Linked DNA regions of Mus musculus: regions 2 and 3 are each linked to region 1. Evidence: chromatin contacts called from public HiChIP or PLAC-seq and promoter capture Hi-C data. All regions are on one chromosome and are shown on one strand. Each heading gives the region's core, a stretch centred on a gene start, on an enhancer-like site or on the middle of the called end of the contact. The rest is flanking DNA. Distances are from core to core; before and after follow the strand shown.

Region 1 (4,546 bases), core at 629-3,128:
TGTCAGAGAAGGCTCAGGATGCGCTGGCTGATTTCAGGATAGAATCTTTACTTCTCCCACCCAATCTCCATTACCATTCCTTCGCCTACATCCAGTGGCAAGCACAGGGCAAGGCAAAGGCTAGTCCTAACAAAATCGTGCGGAGCCAGGGGCAAAGGAAGGTGCTCTAGGAGTCAGCTTGATAGAGGCTTACCCTTTTTGCCCTTGGAGGGGGCAGGGTCCAGATTTCGGAGTCCAACATCAGCAGGTTCATTGTGGATAAGCAGCAGACAGAAGAAGGAGACAACCACACACAGTGCCCCAGACAGGGCCAGTGTGCTGCGCCAGCTGTAGCTCTGGGCGAGGATCGTTGCCAAGATAGGTCCCAAACTTCCAGCCAGGTTCATGCTGGTTGACAACACAGCCCACCAAGTGCCAAACTGGGATGGCTCAAACCACTGTGAGGCAGAGGGGAACAGAATAGGTGCCTGGCTTAGAGGCCACACAGAAGGAGCAGCTCGAGTGTGGCAGACCTAGACACTCACATTACAGGGATGAGGGAAGAGTGCTTCTACTTGGCGGAGCCCAGTCCCTCGTCTGCCACCCGATCCCACCACCCTCAGGCTCCTAAAATATCCCAACAGCAGCAGGAGCTGGCAGGGAACTCCTAAGGAACCTGCTATGGGTTAGGGGTGGAAGGGTTGTGTAAGAAGAGGTGCTCCCAAGTGCCCACTGGGTGCCCTCCCCCTCAGGCTCATCAGATGCACTCACCTTCCTCAGGATCTTCCCACAGGGGGGCCAGCCCAGCCCCTGTGCCAGACCATTAAGAAACCAAAGAGCAGCAAAGGCTGACACTGTGGAGCTCCATGAGAAGACTACGTTGACCAGACCAACCAGGAGCAGCCCAGAGGAGAAGAGCCAGCGGGCGCTCATCTGATCTGACAGAACCCCGCTCACAAACTTGCTGATGGCGTAGGCTGCCGACTGGCTGCTTGTGATGAGCCCTGCAGCGAAGGGGAGCAGGGAGCAGGACACCTGAGGGGTTAGGGACAGGGCAGAGGCACAGGAGGGGCGGAGGAAGGTAAGGGGTCAGGTGTGTACAGGTGCCTGGCAGGGTGAGACAGGTTCCTTCCCGGATTTGACACTCTCCTGCCTGCTGAGCCGTGCATCACAGGCCCAGGCTGACTTGGACCTTCTCAGCCTCTTGGATTTCTTTCTTTCTTTACCCCTGGAATATGCAGTTCCCACCTCACTCTGAATGCTCGCCAAAAGCCCAAACACGTCTGAATGCGAAGGACTCTAGAGTCAAAGATCTTATTCCCCCTGGCAGGTAGCACGCAGGACACATCAAATCATGGTGCTACTCTCCCAGTGTTCACCGTGACCTGCAGGTGCAGCATGCACGAACAGGTGTGAAAACCTTGCTACCCGCTCCCAGTAGCACCTCCTGGGCACGTGTGGGTGCCAGGCATATACACCGGCTAAGCACTGGTTTCACATGTACACCCACACCCAGGCACATGGAGCTCAGCCTCTCCACCTGATACAAGCTTGAAACCCCCCATGCTTGGACAAACCATACTCCAAATGGTGTATCCCACAGCCCACCACCCTGCCCTTCCATGGCTTACCCAAATCGTCCTTGTCCAGAGCGATCTCATCCACCAAGGAGGGCATGACAAAGGAGAAGGTTTTGCGGTTGAAATAGTACAGGCTGTAGCCTCCAAACATGGCCGCAAATATGACAGTGCGATAGTAGCCGTAGCCTTGGGCTGCCATGGTAGAAAAAGCTGGCCCTGCTGGCCCACTCCAGTACTTCTGACCACAGATTCTTGACTGCTCCTGCTTGCAGCTAGCTCTCTTTAGTGCCTGGATCTGCTGAGCTGTGTTTTTCTGTGCGCTTTCTCTCTCCTCCACCCAGGCTCTTTATAGCCGCCTTCTGGACAATCATTAAGCCTGGGGCAGCAACCAGGGAACCCAGTGTCCTGAGAGAGACAAGAAAACAGGTTACTGAGAGCCAAACCGGGGGAGGAGAGGGTCCCCAGGACTGCTTGCCCTTCCCTCCTTTCCCAAGTCTTCTTGCCTGTGAAGCCAGCTGTGATTAAAGGCTCAGCCTAATTACTTTTGTCTGCACAAGCCCAGGGGAGGCTCGGGTAGGATGAGCAGAGCAAGCTCTCAGTATAGCCCTACTCCCTTGGTCAATGAACTTTCTCATTCTCTCAGGTTCCTTTGCGGTGCCAGGCTGCCGGACATTGTGAAAGGCACTAGATCGGTTCCTACCCCCCAGGTTCATTCAATCAACCACATACCTTAAAAACAACCCCACACCCACTGCTGAGCCTTCACCAAATGCTTAGCACACAATGGAGTACAGTTTCCTAATAGGTATCCCCTTCATTGGGGGATATATTTCTTGAACTCCTCATGGTGGTAGGGAACAGCGCATACACTTTCCTTATACACACAGTGATAAAAGGTAGATACATAAATTAGACCTAGTAAGTAAATAGTAAAACACAATGAGGCACCATAGTAAAAGTTTCTTAAAGCCTATCGTTTATTTCTGGAATTTCCCATTCTCCTTTTTCCACTAAGGCTGGCCTCTGTCACTGAAATGTGCAAGGAACAACAGTAGGTAAGGAGCGAGATAACTGCAGTAGTTGCAAAATTAAACGGGGGGACAAGCCCCTCAGTTCACCCTGCAATGACACGCAGAAGGCGCGCCTAGGGCTTAGGTCTGGATGAGACCCCCTTGGAACTGCCTCTGGATCCCTATTACCCTGCGACATCAGTAGGGGGTCCGTACTGCGGGGCTGTGGGTCCCCGAAGCACGCCACCGCAGCTTTCTGCTCCGCTGCACAGCCGCTGGAGCACAAGGCGTAGGCGAGAGAAGCCGCACGTAGCCTCGGGAGGCCCCTCGCTCTGGCAGCCTAGGCTCTGCCAGTCAGGATGGGCAGGCGGCGCCGCTTGCCACCTGCCGAGCACCCCGTGTCCTCAAGCCACCCGGGACACCCGACTCCTGGCTGGGAACTGCGGGTCCTGGGGACAGGAGCAAGAGAGCTGCGGAGACTGTGCGCTGCAGCCACGAGGGCACCGCATCTGCAAGAGCGCTGTCCCTGGGCCGTGGAACTGTCGCCATCCCGGAAGGGCAGTCACCCGGACAGCCTCCGGCGTAGTCGGAAGTCAGGGGAGCCCCAAGGTCCCAGACTTGCCCTCTAGTCCCGCCCTCACTGACGCCCCTCCTTCGCATGCCACCCCTACCTGGACGGAGGCGGTAACCCCTAGTGGGATGGGGCGGGACTCGAGTAAGGCTGGTGCGCATGCACAGAGTTGGGCGGACTACTGTCCACCCTGGGATGGAGACGTCATCCTGCCTGTCAAGCAGCTTCCAGTGAAAGGACAGTGCCGCTTATAGGCTGAGCACCACATGACCTATTACGTTTCGTCGATCAGTGTCTATAGAGTGCCTCCTGTTAGGGTGCAGATTCAGGAAACTCCCTGAATTGTAGAGGCATGGTGTTTTCTCTGGAAAATAAATTCAGCACAATTTGGAGTTTTAATTCGTGGTCAGATTAGTCGGAACAGAGAAAAAACAATATAGTCTCATCATTTAAAAGACAGAATTCCGACGAAACCTCGAGTTCTTTAAAAATCTTTTTAATGGTCATGTGGTGTGTATGTGTTGGGTGTGTATGTGTTACCGTAGGTGTGGAGTCAAAGGACAGCCTGGAATACTACTTCCTTTGAGACCGGTCTCCCCTTTCCCCCCCTCCCCCTCCCTCTCGTTTTTTGTTTTTGTTTTTGTTTTTTTCGAGACAGGGTTTCTCTGTGTAGCCTTACCTGTACTCACTTTGTAGACCAAGCTGACCTTGAACTCAGATTCTACTGCCTCTGCCTCGTCTCCTCTGAGTGCTGGGATTAAAGATACATGCCACCATGCCTGGCTTCAACCTCATGTTCCAGTCCTTGAACCACTACTTTGTGGAGACATAGCTTGGAACCAGGAGGGTGATCCTCCTGCCTCTGCCTCCAAGTGCCTAGGGTTAAGGACACGCTTATAACCTGACTTGAACCCACCATAGTCTCACAACTGTTCACTGTCAGCACCAATCTCTGATCCTTTAAGGGCTCCACAGATGATTTCTGAGAGGTCAGAAAAGTTAAGGCTGACTTTGACCAAGTAGCCCAGACCACAGTCTGGATTCCACTCCGCAGAAGGATGAGGCAGGGAGTTCACTGCCTGAGCTGCAGAGCCAGTTCAAGATGAGAATGGATAATCTTGACAGGCGAGACACTGTCAAAGAAAAAGCATATGTTAATTTTTTTTAAAATGATGATACAGGTGTGTTTGTTCAACTGATGGACAAAGGCAGGCTAGACAAGTGCAAAATAAATCCTCTTCTCAACCTAGAACTCACTGTTCCGTATGAGTCTTGACACATACAGAGGGAGTATGTGATGGGTGGACAGTCTACAGGAAATACTTGTAGTTTCCGTGGAGGATGAGAAGTTCAAGATCACCCTTAACTCAGTTGCAAGTTTGAGGCTGCTTTGAGTTACATGAAAC
Region 2 (4,546 bases), core at 1,276-3,775, 270 kb before region 1:
AACACTAACTGCAATTTAATTCTGGGGCAAGCCACCTGGAGACATGAAGATTCCACACAGGTTAAGGGAATAGCCCTTCCTTTATGAAGAGGACAGCCGTAGGCTTAGAGGTCCTCATTCGACCTGCAATTCTCATCAACTGTGTATAAATGTGGGGGGTTCCCATAATCCCCTCAGATTGCATAATTTGCTAGAACCCAGGAAACCACTATACCTGTGGCTAAACTTTTCTCTTGCTTTTGCTTTTTGTGACAGGGTTTCTCTGTGTAGCCCTGGCTGTCCTGGAATTTGCTCTGTAGACCAGGCTGGCCTCAAACTCAAAGATCGGTCTCCCTCTGCCTCCTGAGGCATTAAAGGCATGCGGCAGCATGCCCAGCTGATTATATCTCTCTTATTGAGAGCAAATCAGGATGAGCCAAATAAAGATGCACATGGGTAGAGGCAGAGAGACTCCTGATCACTGTGGTGTTTCTAACGGGGGGGGGGGGGGGAACCATGGTGTTCACCCTACCAACCTGCGTCTGTGACTCCAACCAGAAAGCTTCAGCAGTGTCTGGAATTTAGAGTTCTGGCCAGGGTCTCATTACAAAGAGCCCAGTTAACGGAGTCACTGGTCATATGATGGGATCTTCCATGTACAGGGACCTTCCTTTTCCTGAAGGTCAAATGGTATCTTGTAACTCAAAGATCCAAGTTACTAAACACCTTCTTGTGTTTTCTAGAGTGCCTGTCCCCATCCCGAGTCATGCCAAAAGCTCCTGGGGACAATGCCACAAATCACTTTATCTTTATAAGCCATAAAAGCCCACGCTAAGCAACAAAGGCAGTCTTATCCCATGAGAAGTGCCAAGGGCTGAGAGACAACTTGCCATGAACCCAGGAGGAAGACCAGATTCCTCAGCACACAGCAAAAAAATGGTGCCGCACAGGTGGCCACGTCGCCAAGTCCCAGAGCCACCTGAGGGAACAGGGTTAAGATATCAGAGTATGCTGCCTGATGGAACTTGGAGCACGCTGGCTATCCTAGGCTAACGCTGACATTTGTGATGGGGACAATAGGCCACCCAATGTCAGCTTAATCTTTGGAGACCTACAGGGGTCTCTGTGAAGGATCTCAAGAAACTCAACATGAAGACTCAGGGGTGACTCCTGGTTGGTACTTTCTGGGCACATCTTCTGGAAGAAGACTGCTGGAAGTTTGAGTTTCTTCTCTCCTGGACTCTACCCTAATACATCTGTGCCTTCAGTGGCTGTTTGGGTTTTTGTTGTTGTTTTTGAGACAGGGACTCTGTGTAGCTCTAGCTGTCCTGTAACTCTCTTTGTAGAGAGTCTACAAGCACACGTGTGACTGTCCAAGTGGACTACTGACATGCTCTCAGGGACAAACAGCGGCACTCATGGTAGGCACTCTGCAAATAGCCCAACAGGACACAAGAGACTGGATGGAAGAGCCACTCTGTGTCCTGCCTACTGGTGAACAAATAAGTCCTGAGGATTATTCCAGATCCTTCCATACTGCACACCTGGGCATCAGTGAGTAAGTCACAGCTCAGTCTTCATGCATCCCTAATCGGCTCCTCAGCCCCACCCCCCAGCCCCAGCCCAGTCCTGCCAAGTCCGCAGGGCTTGGTCTCCTTTCCTTAGAGCTATCTCCACCTCATAGCCTGGTTCTGCTTCTTTCCAGGCCACATGGGACTTTGTGACCCTTGGAGGACACCTCAGAGCCTTTGCCCTGCTCCCTACTTCTGTTTCAAGATGGCTCCTTCCACGTTCCATCGGCCCATTGCATCCTCTGAGACACCCCCTTCTGCTTCCTCCTTGCTTACTTAGCTCCTACCTTCTCTTTGTTCTTCACCATCCTAGGCCTTGTTTTTACCCTTCTTGCAAGAACTGGTGGAGGGAGGGTTCCATGAGTCCGAGTGGAAGAGAGAATGACAGTTCCAGACCCAGGAAGTAGAGTGACCCCCCCCCATCTTTGTATTTGCTGGTAGAAGCTGAGGCTCAGAAGAAAGGATTGACTTGCCCTGGGACACAGAAAGAGCAGCAAGGTAGGCTGAACTTATGTGTAAGTTCTTGACAGGACCTAGACTCCCCTCACGCTAAGCTAGGCAAGCTTTGCTAGAACAGTGAAGAGAACAGCCCTGCTTGGTCCAAGGAGCTGCTTGGCTGGTGAGCTCTGGTCAGCAGCACGGAGGGCAGACATTGGTCAACAGCTCTGGAATTATACATAGGCCTGCCTCAAAGTTCCACCTCGTTCCAACACAGTGAGTTTGGTGTCAGGTTTTGGTCCTTCTACCCCTACAAGCCTGGTTTCTTCCTTCTTTATCCTCTGAGAGGCTGGTCCTCAGAGGGTAAGCTCTCATCCCAGCCTTCCACCCTTGTCTTCCCCCACACACACAGCTTCTCCACCTCCCTACCTCTCACAGGGTGGTGGCAGGGCCTCCTGGGACCTAAGTCCCAGCCCCAGCAGAAGCAGCAGGTGCAGCTCCCAGGTCATCCTGGGCACGGTGCCTAGAACGGAATGAGCAAACCCTGGCACCTCTGGCTTGCTGAACACGGCCTGCCTCACTTGCCTACCCAGGTCAGCCAAAGTCCAGGCTATGAGGTGTGGCCACCTGAGGGGGGAGATGTGTGTTTCAACTTCTTGTGGACTGCTTACCACTTCTGCCCTCCAGCTACAGTGCTCACTACCCCATCAGCCACTTTCTTCCATTTCTCAATTCTAACTGGTATTACATGCTCAGGGACTTTGCTCAGAGTTATATGGGTGGGCACCCAAGGGCCAGGGCCACAACTGAGGTCACCCAAGTATGATTTAGACACTGAGTCTGTGTGTGGCTCCCTAGTCTCTAATGCCAGAAGGGACCATTTCTTTATCACTTAAAACAGAATGGCTCAAGTCTTCTCCAAAGCTTTATCAAACTCCCTGTTATCTACAGGAGACCCTGTGAGGACACAGGACAACCTCTCGGGGATGGATCAGGAAGCCCCACCATAAGATGATGTCTGCACTGAGTCCTGAGGAATAGTCAGGAGGCCATGCCATCACATGAGACATCCAGAGACTTGGTGCAAAAGTTGTGTGACAGGCTGGAGGGACATTTTGGCACCAGTTAGTGAAGAGGTTTTGCCAAGGAGCTGGTGAAATGGCTCAGAGGTTAAGAACATTTGCTGTGAAGAGGTCAGCTCAGGAACTTTGACAAATTCCACCAGACCCCTCCCCTCCTGGAAGAGAAAGTTCATAGAGCACACAGGCACCCCATTCCTCAGACCACAGCAGGGACTAACCACTGACCACCTGCAGATAAGGGAAGCCCAGAGTACAAAGACAGACCATTGGCTGCCCCCACAGACAAGGAAAGCCCTTGCCACCCCATTCCCTAAGGACCAATCAGTTTAAAAGTCACACTGTTCTACCAATCACGTTGTGCCTAGTGGCTGTTGCTCTATTCTACCTCTGAAAGCTGTATAAAAACTGGCCAAACGGGCTGCCCAAGGTTGCTGCCTTTCCTTCAGGTGCAGGAAGACCCCAGTGTACTGGAACAATAAATTCCTCTTGCTTTTGCATCGATCCCTAGCTCCAAGTTGTTCACTGTGGCAGGGGTAGGGGTCCCAGGTAAGCTAAGGCTCGTTAGAGTCTTACATTTGGTGCATGGGCTGGGAATTCGACCTCCTGTGAGGACACACCAGAGAGCCGTGAATCAGAGGTCTCGAGCAGGTACCAAGGTTCTTTCTTGTTTGCCTTGCTGTTTGTCAAAGTCTGAGTCTGTAAGTCTGTTTGAACTTTTGGTTTGCTTGCAAGTGTCGGGGGCTTGGAGAGTTTATGGTATCTGGGGTGGTTAAGTGCAGCTGACAGACGTGCCTTAACATTGAGACTGCTGGGAATTTGGGGGATACTCCAGAGACCCTGAAGGGAACTGGGAGGGCTCCACTCCTTCTGGAAACAGCAAGACAGTATTGGCAGGAGCTGAGTCTTCCTATAATCTGGCTCCTGCTGTACTGGCAGGGACGCCTGGTTTGTCTTGGTGAGGCTGGAGCCAGCCAAGCAACTCTGCTCTGCGTCCATGGAAGGGACGAACTGTCTGTAACTGTGACCATGAAAGGGATGAACTGTGTGTTGATTGTCTTTCTCTGTGTTTGTTGGTGTTGGTTACCTCATTCTATGTTCTTGGACTTGGACTGACGACATCTTTGGACATTGGACAGACCGAATCTACCTTGTTAAACATTCTAGTTAATCACTGGAGGGAAGTTAGGAAAAGAAGAGAAGAGCAAGTTTAACTGACTCTGTTCTCAGAATGGCCCACTTTTGGAGTAAGGGGGCCACCTGTAGGGACCTTCAACTTGCAGGTGATCAAAGCAGTAGAGGAAAAAGTCTTTAGGCCAGGATCCCTGCTGCACCCAGACCAAGTGTCCTGGAAGAATCTCGTGGAGAACCCACCCCCCTTCCCCTCCCCACCGATAAAAGCCTTTCTTTCCCCAAGACCCACCTCACAGGTTCTGACTGTCGGGAAGAAAGAAGCACGGGAGGAGGGATCCGGGCCTG
Region 3 (4,546 bases), core at 543-3,042, 260 kb before region 1:
AGAGAGAGAGAGACAGATCTCTATAAATTAGTTGTTTTCTAGAGTTACAGTGAACACAGTGGTGATGGCCCATGCCTTTGATCCTGCCACCCAGGTACAAAACTCAGATACAGCTCCTAATGGGTATGTTTTGCACACTAAAAAATGCATATCATAATTACAGATTATTATAAAACACTCTCTACAAGGTTCTCAAAAGGCAGCTAATTTCCAATGGGGACAGGAACAAAGAGCAGCTTTTGTGACTGCCGATAAGCTCAGATCGCTGCATGCAGCCCTAACTAATACTGAACCAGATGATAGCCTAATTATGGGAGTCATATTTATTGGCAACTGGGGACTCTTCATAAAACAAAAAGGAGCCTACCAATATTTGTCTATTGGCTTCTATTGCAAACGCTTTCCATATACAGAGAATAAATATTTTCTCTCTCTGAGAAACAAATCCGGACATTTTACAAGGCATAGATAACCTTATACTCGGTCATTGTCAACAACACTATGGTCATAAGGATGTACCTTACAATGATGGATTAGACCCATTCAAGGGTAGAGTCCTTCACAGGCTTAGCCATGGAAGCGAAGGTAATACGGCTGCCTGGTGCCTATCTGAATTCCTTCATGGCCAGGATGTGGTAGCAAAGGGATCTGTGCCTTCCCACAATGAGGAAATTCCTCAGTTGCCTATAATCAGTTGTGGGTTGGTCTGGAGCTGCTACGTATTCAAATGCTAAATTTTATACCTGTCTTAGTCAGGGTTTCTGTTCCCTCACAAAACATCATGACCAAGAAGCAAGTTGGGGAGCAAAGAGTTTCTTCAGTTTACATTTCCACATTGCTGTTCATCACCAAAGGAAGTCAGGACAGGAACTCACACAGGGCAGGAACTTGGAAGCAGCAGCTGATGCAGAGGCCATGGAGGGGTGCTGCTTACTGGCTTACTTCCCCTGGCTTACTCAGCTTTCTTTCTTTTTCTTTTTTTTTGGGGGGGGAGGGGGGGGTGGAGACAGGGTTTCTCTGTATAGCCCTGGCTATCCTGGAACTCACTTTGTAGACCAGGCTGGCCTCGAACTCAGAAATCCGCCTGCCTCTGTCTCTCAAGTGCTGGGATTAAAGGTGTGAGCCACCACGCCCGGCTTCTCAGTTTGCTTTCTTATAGAACCCAGGACAACCAGCCTAGGAATGGCACCACCCACAAGGGGCCCTCCCACCCTTGATCACTAATTGAGAAAATGCTTTACAGCTGGATCTCATGGAGGCATTTCCCCAACTGAAGCTCCTTTCTCTGTGATAACTCCAGCTGTATCAAGTTGACAGGTAAAACCAGCCAGTACGATTGACATCTTGTCAACTTGACACACAAATAGCAACAAAACCCAAAACCCAAACCAAAACAACAGCAACAACAACAACAACAACAACAACAACAACAACAACAACTACTACTACTACTACTACTACTACTACTACTACTACTACTACTACTACTACTACTACTACTACTACTACTACTACTACTACTACCTACTATTACTACTATTTTGTCCTAGAAAGATATAACTTGTTAAAAAAGGAGCCCCCAGAATTAGATTTGGGACAGGATTTTGTTCTTAATCTTTCCAGGAGAATAAAAGCATTCGACTAAGGAATCTAGACGCCACTGGACAAGTGTAACATCGGAGGAAAAGAAAACGTCCTAAGGAAAAAAAAGAGTAAATTGGCTGAATGGAATCACCCACGTCCAGCTTGTCTCTGCTGCCCCCTACAGACATAAGTGACAAATGGTCTTTACGTGGTCCCAATTCAGTGAAACTTATTTAAAATTAAAGCTGGCTTTGGGCCTGGAGCGTGGCTCTCTCCTTCTCTAAACCCACACATGCTTGTTAAAGGCTACAGTAGGCCTTGGCTTCGTAGAAGAAGAAGAAAACTGAACGGAAGGACCAACGAAGTTGGAGCGGAAGACTCGGGCAGGTCTGCAAACCAGCTCCTAGCTGTTCTTATAAACACTTCACGTAGCCGGTGTGCTGGATCCCAGCACTCTGGAGGGAGAGGCAGGCAGATCTGTGAGTTTAGGCCAGCCTTGTGCCACCATGCTAGGCACTCAACTGACCTTTAATTCCACACCTAACCAGCACTTCACCAGCGAGGGCGCGTACCCCGGAGCCCTGCTGGAAGTTTTGCTCAGTGGAACGAACTTATCATCATCTATTTTGAGATTGCTACTGATGTCGGGTTTTGACTATTTCATTTCCTGTTTATAGGAGACGTAATTGTACAGGACTTCAGGGACTGTAAGCGTGAGCCAGGTCAGACAGCAAGAAATGAAGGCAGAAGAAAGCAAATTCCCAGGAGACTCGGGGCAGGCCCTCAAGGGCTGGAAGAGAGAGCCACCTAGCGGACTCTGAGTAGAGTTCTGTTTCGTTTGTTTTGGGTCTGCGTAGCCCCTGAGCAAAGTCTAACAGGAAACTTTATTGTAGTTTCTTAATAGCACACTGTAAGGACTATTAGTTGAAAGAGACATTGTTGGGTGTGACACAGTGACATCATATAAGAAATTATCCATCCCTATATAAGTAGTCTCCAGGCCATGAGTTCTTGATGCCTGGAAGCACAAGATTCTTTTGGCAAGCATGAGTCAGACAGGGTTTGTATATTTGATATTAACTAGATTAATAGTAGAATATATCAGAGTGTTGTATTAATCATTTTTAATTATTCTAATGAAATCCTTGAGGCAATTAACTTATAAAGAGAAAAGGGTTGTGTTTGGCTTATGGTTCTGGACTGACCCATTCATTGGGACCAATGGTGAGGGTTCAAGATTGACTGATCCTATCACTTGGGGCCTCTGGTGACATGCTGTCAGGAGTATGTGTGGAACAAAGTGCTCACATTATAAGCTAGGCATCAGAGCAATGGTATTCCAGTCTCCCTTCAGATACCAGAAGAAGGCATCAGATGCCATTACAGATGGTTGTGAGCCACCATGTGGTTACTGGGAATTGAACTCAGGACCTCTGGAAGAGCAGTCAGTGCTCTTAACCACTGAGCCATCTCTCCAGCCCCTAGGGCTCATTTCTTAAAGCATCTTCCTCCTTTAATTGTTGTTGTTAGTGGTGTTTTTGTTGTTTTACTGTTTTACTTTATTTTTATTTTTTGGTTTTTTGAGATAGAGTTTCTCTGTGTAGCTCTGGCTATCCTGGAATTCACTCTGTAGACCAGGCTAGCCTTGAACTCAGAAATCTGCCTGCCTCTGTCTCCCAAGTGCTGGTATTAAAGGTGTGTGCCACCACTGCCTAGCTGTTGTTTTATTTTTTGAAACTGGGTCTCATGTGGCCTAGGCTGGCCTTAAAGTCACTATGTAGCAGTCTTGCTGGCCAGCTCTCAGTTTCATTCTTAACTTTCTTATGTTGTTCAGAATCACCAGCCCAGGGAATGGTGCCACCTATGGTGGACTGGGCACTCTGATATCAAACAACAGTCAAGATAGTCCCACACAGACAAGTCCAAAGGCCTATCTGGCTGGGTGGTCCCTCAATTGAGATTCCCTTCTGAGGTGACATTAGGCTGAGACAAGCTGACAGCTACACCTAAGTAGGACAGAGCAAATCCAATCACGGACCCAGTTCAGTAAACATTGCTCAAAATCAGTGACCCCCCGGAAGCAACGTTATGGAGCTGGACTCTAAGAAAGAACCCATGCACGTGTCAGAGGCTGTGAGAGACTGAAGGACACAGCCACCCCCCAGTGACAGTCTCCTTCCTACCTCAGGGTGATAAGGCAATGCCCAGTCAGGCTAAAGTGACAGGCGTCCTGCTGAGGTTCCCTTCTTCCATTGAAATGAACATCTTGCCTGCCTTCTTCCCCAGCACCGTGCCCCTTGCGTACTTTGAGAAGTGGGGACTCATTCATCCCCAGAGAGGGTTCCACACTAGAGAAGGCTCTAGGAAGCACCCATGTCCCAGCCTTCCAAGGCACTTGCCTTCCCCAGGGCACTGAGAGAAAGGGCAGTGGGGGTGGGGCAGAGCAGGAGACACAGCAGTGGAAGAAAAGTTAAATGAGGTAGAAGATGGAGCCTGAGAAGGAAACAAGAGTGCCTATGGGGTCCCTGAGGCCTCTCTTCTTTCATTCACATGGCAGGAAGCTTAGCAGAAAGTAGACTTCAGGTAGTGCAGGCCAGGAGAACCAGCTGGGTTCCCGACATGAGCAGTTACCACAGTCATCCAGGAATACTAAGGCCACTCACTGGCCTGGCTAAACTCCTCCTGGAGAGAGGCCAGGCAGTGAGGCCAGACTCCTGAGGGCCTTAAACCTTGTATTGAGGGGTCCTCTCTCCATGAGCTGTGGTTCCACCTAGCTCTGGGTGCACCGATGATTGCCATTCAGGATTTTCCTATACCTTATACCCTGACACCTCAAAAGGCCATGTATATTCTGAGGGACAGAAATCCAAACATTTACCATGGCCTGCACTCCTGAACGCCAAATTCCTTTCATCTGCCTGCTATCCACTGTTACAATGTCATACTGAGGACAAGGAGACCC

Evidence for each region. Promoter capture Hi-C pulls out the DNA fragments that hold promoters and counts their contacts. HiChIP or PLAC-seq counts read pairs in DNA pulled down with a chosen protein or histone mark.
Region 2: a contact with region 1 is called in a promoter capture Hi-C map of liver. The contact joins the promoter of Treh here to the promoter of Slc37a4 in region 1. A contact is called at or near these places in 5 of 39 promoter capture datasets (cranial neural crest, frontonasal cranial neural crest, liver and 2 more), 7 of 115 datasets of contacts at active chromatin or transcription factors (T-cell acute lymphoblastic leukemia, bone marrow-derived macrophages, embryonic forebrain and 4 more) and 3 of 9 other capture datasets (adipose tissue, liver and pancreatic islet).
Region 3: an H3K4me3 HiChIP or PLAC-seq map of embryonic forebrain shows a contact between it and region 1, with 3 times the contacts expected there. The contact joins the enhancer-like site here to the promoter of Slc37a4 in region 1. A contact is called at or near these places in 9 of 39 promoter capture datasets (the C10 cell line, the HPC-7 cell line, cranial neural crest and 5 more), 2 of 484 Hi-C or Micro-C datasets (CD4 T cells and differentiating embryonic stem cells), 15 of 115 datasets of contacts at active chromatin or transcription factors (the 230-238 cell line, the SCID.adh cell line, bone marrow-derived macrophages and 11 more) and 3 of 9 other capture datasets (adipose tissue, liver and macrophages).

Annotation. Positions count from the first base shown.
Region 1 is chr9:44,395,686-44,400,231 of GRCm38.p6, reverse strand. Slc37a4 (solute carrier family 37 (glucose-6-phosphate transporter), member 4) reads right to left here and starts at 1,878. Exons shown (of 8, transcript NM_008063.3): 1 at 1,611-1,878; 2 at 751-983; 3 at 194-437. The coding sequence starts at 1,758. It overlaps Gm26306 (a small nucleolar RNA gene), which reads left to right and starts at 4,317; the gene lies at 4,317-4,435.
Region 2 is chr9:44,671,212-44,675,757 of GRCm38.p6, reverse strand. Treh (trehalase (brush-border membrane glycoprotein)) reads right to left here and starts at 2,525. Exons shown (of 15, transcript NM_021481.3): 1 at 2,418-2,525. The coding sequence starts at 2,497. BC049987 (cDNA sequence BC049987) reads left to right here and starts at 3,498. Exons shown (of 2, transcript NR_165440.1): 1 at 3,498-3,616; 2 at 4,485-4,546.
Region 3 is chr9:44,653,112-44,657,657 of GRCm38.p6, reverse strand. No RefSeq gene overlaps it. Among named protein-coding and RNA genes, the nearest start is that of BC049987, 17 kb to the left of the region's middle. Within about 2 kb of position 1,792, at least 62 of the 459 cell types and tissues checked have an H3K27ac peak or open chromatin away from gene starts, as enhancers often do. A contact at or near this core is called in the HPC-7 cell line, the SCID.adh cell line, adipose tissue and 6 more, where this site is marked.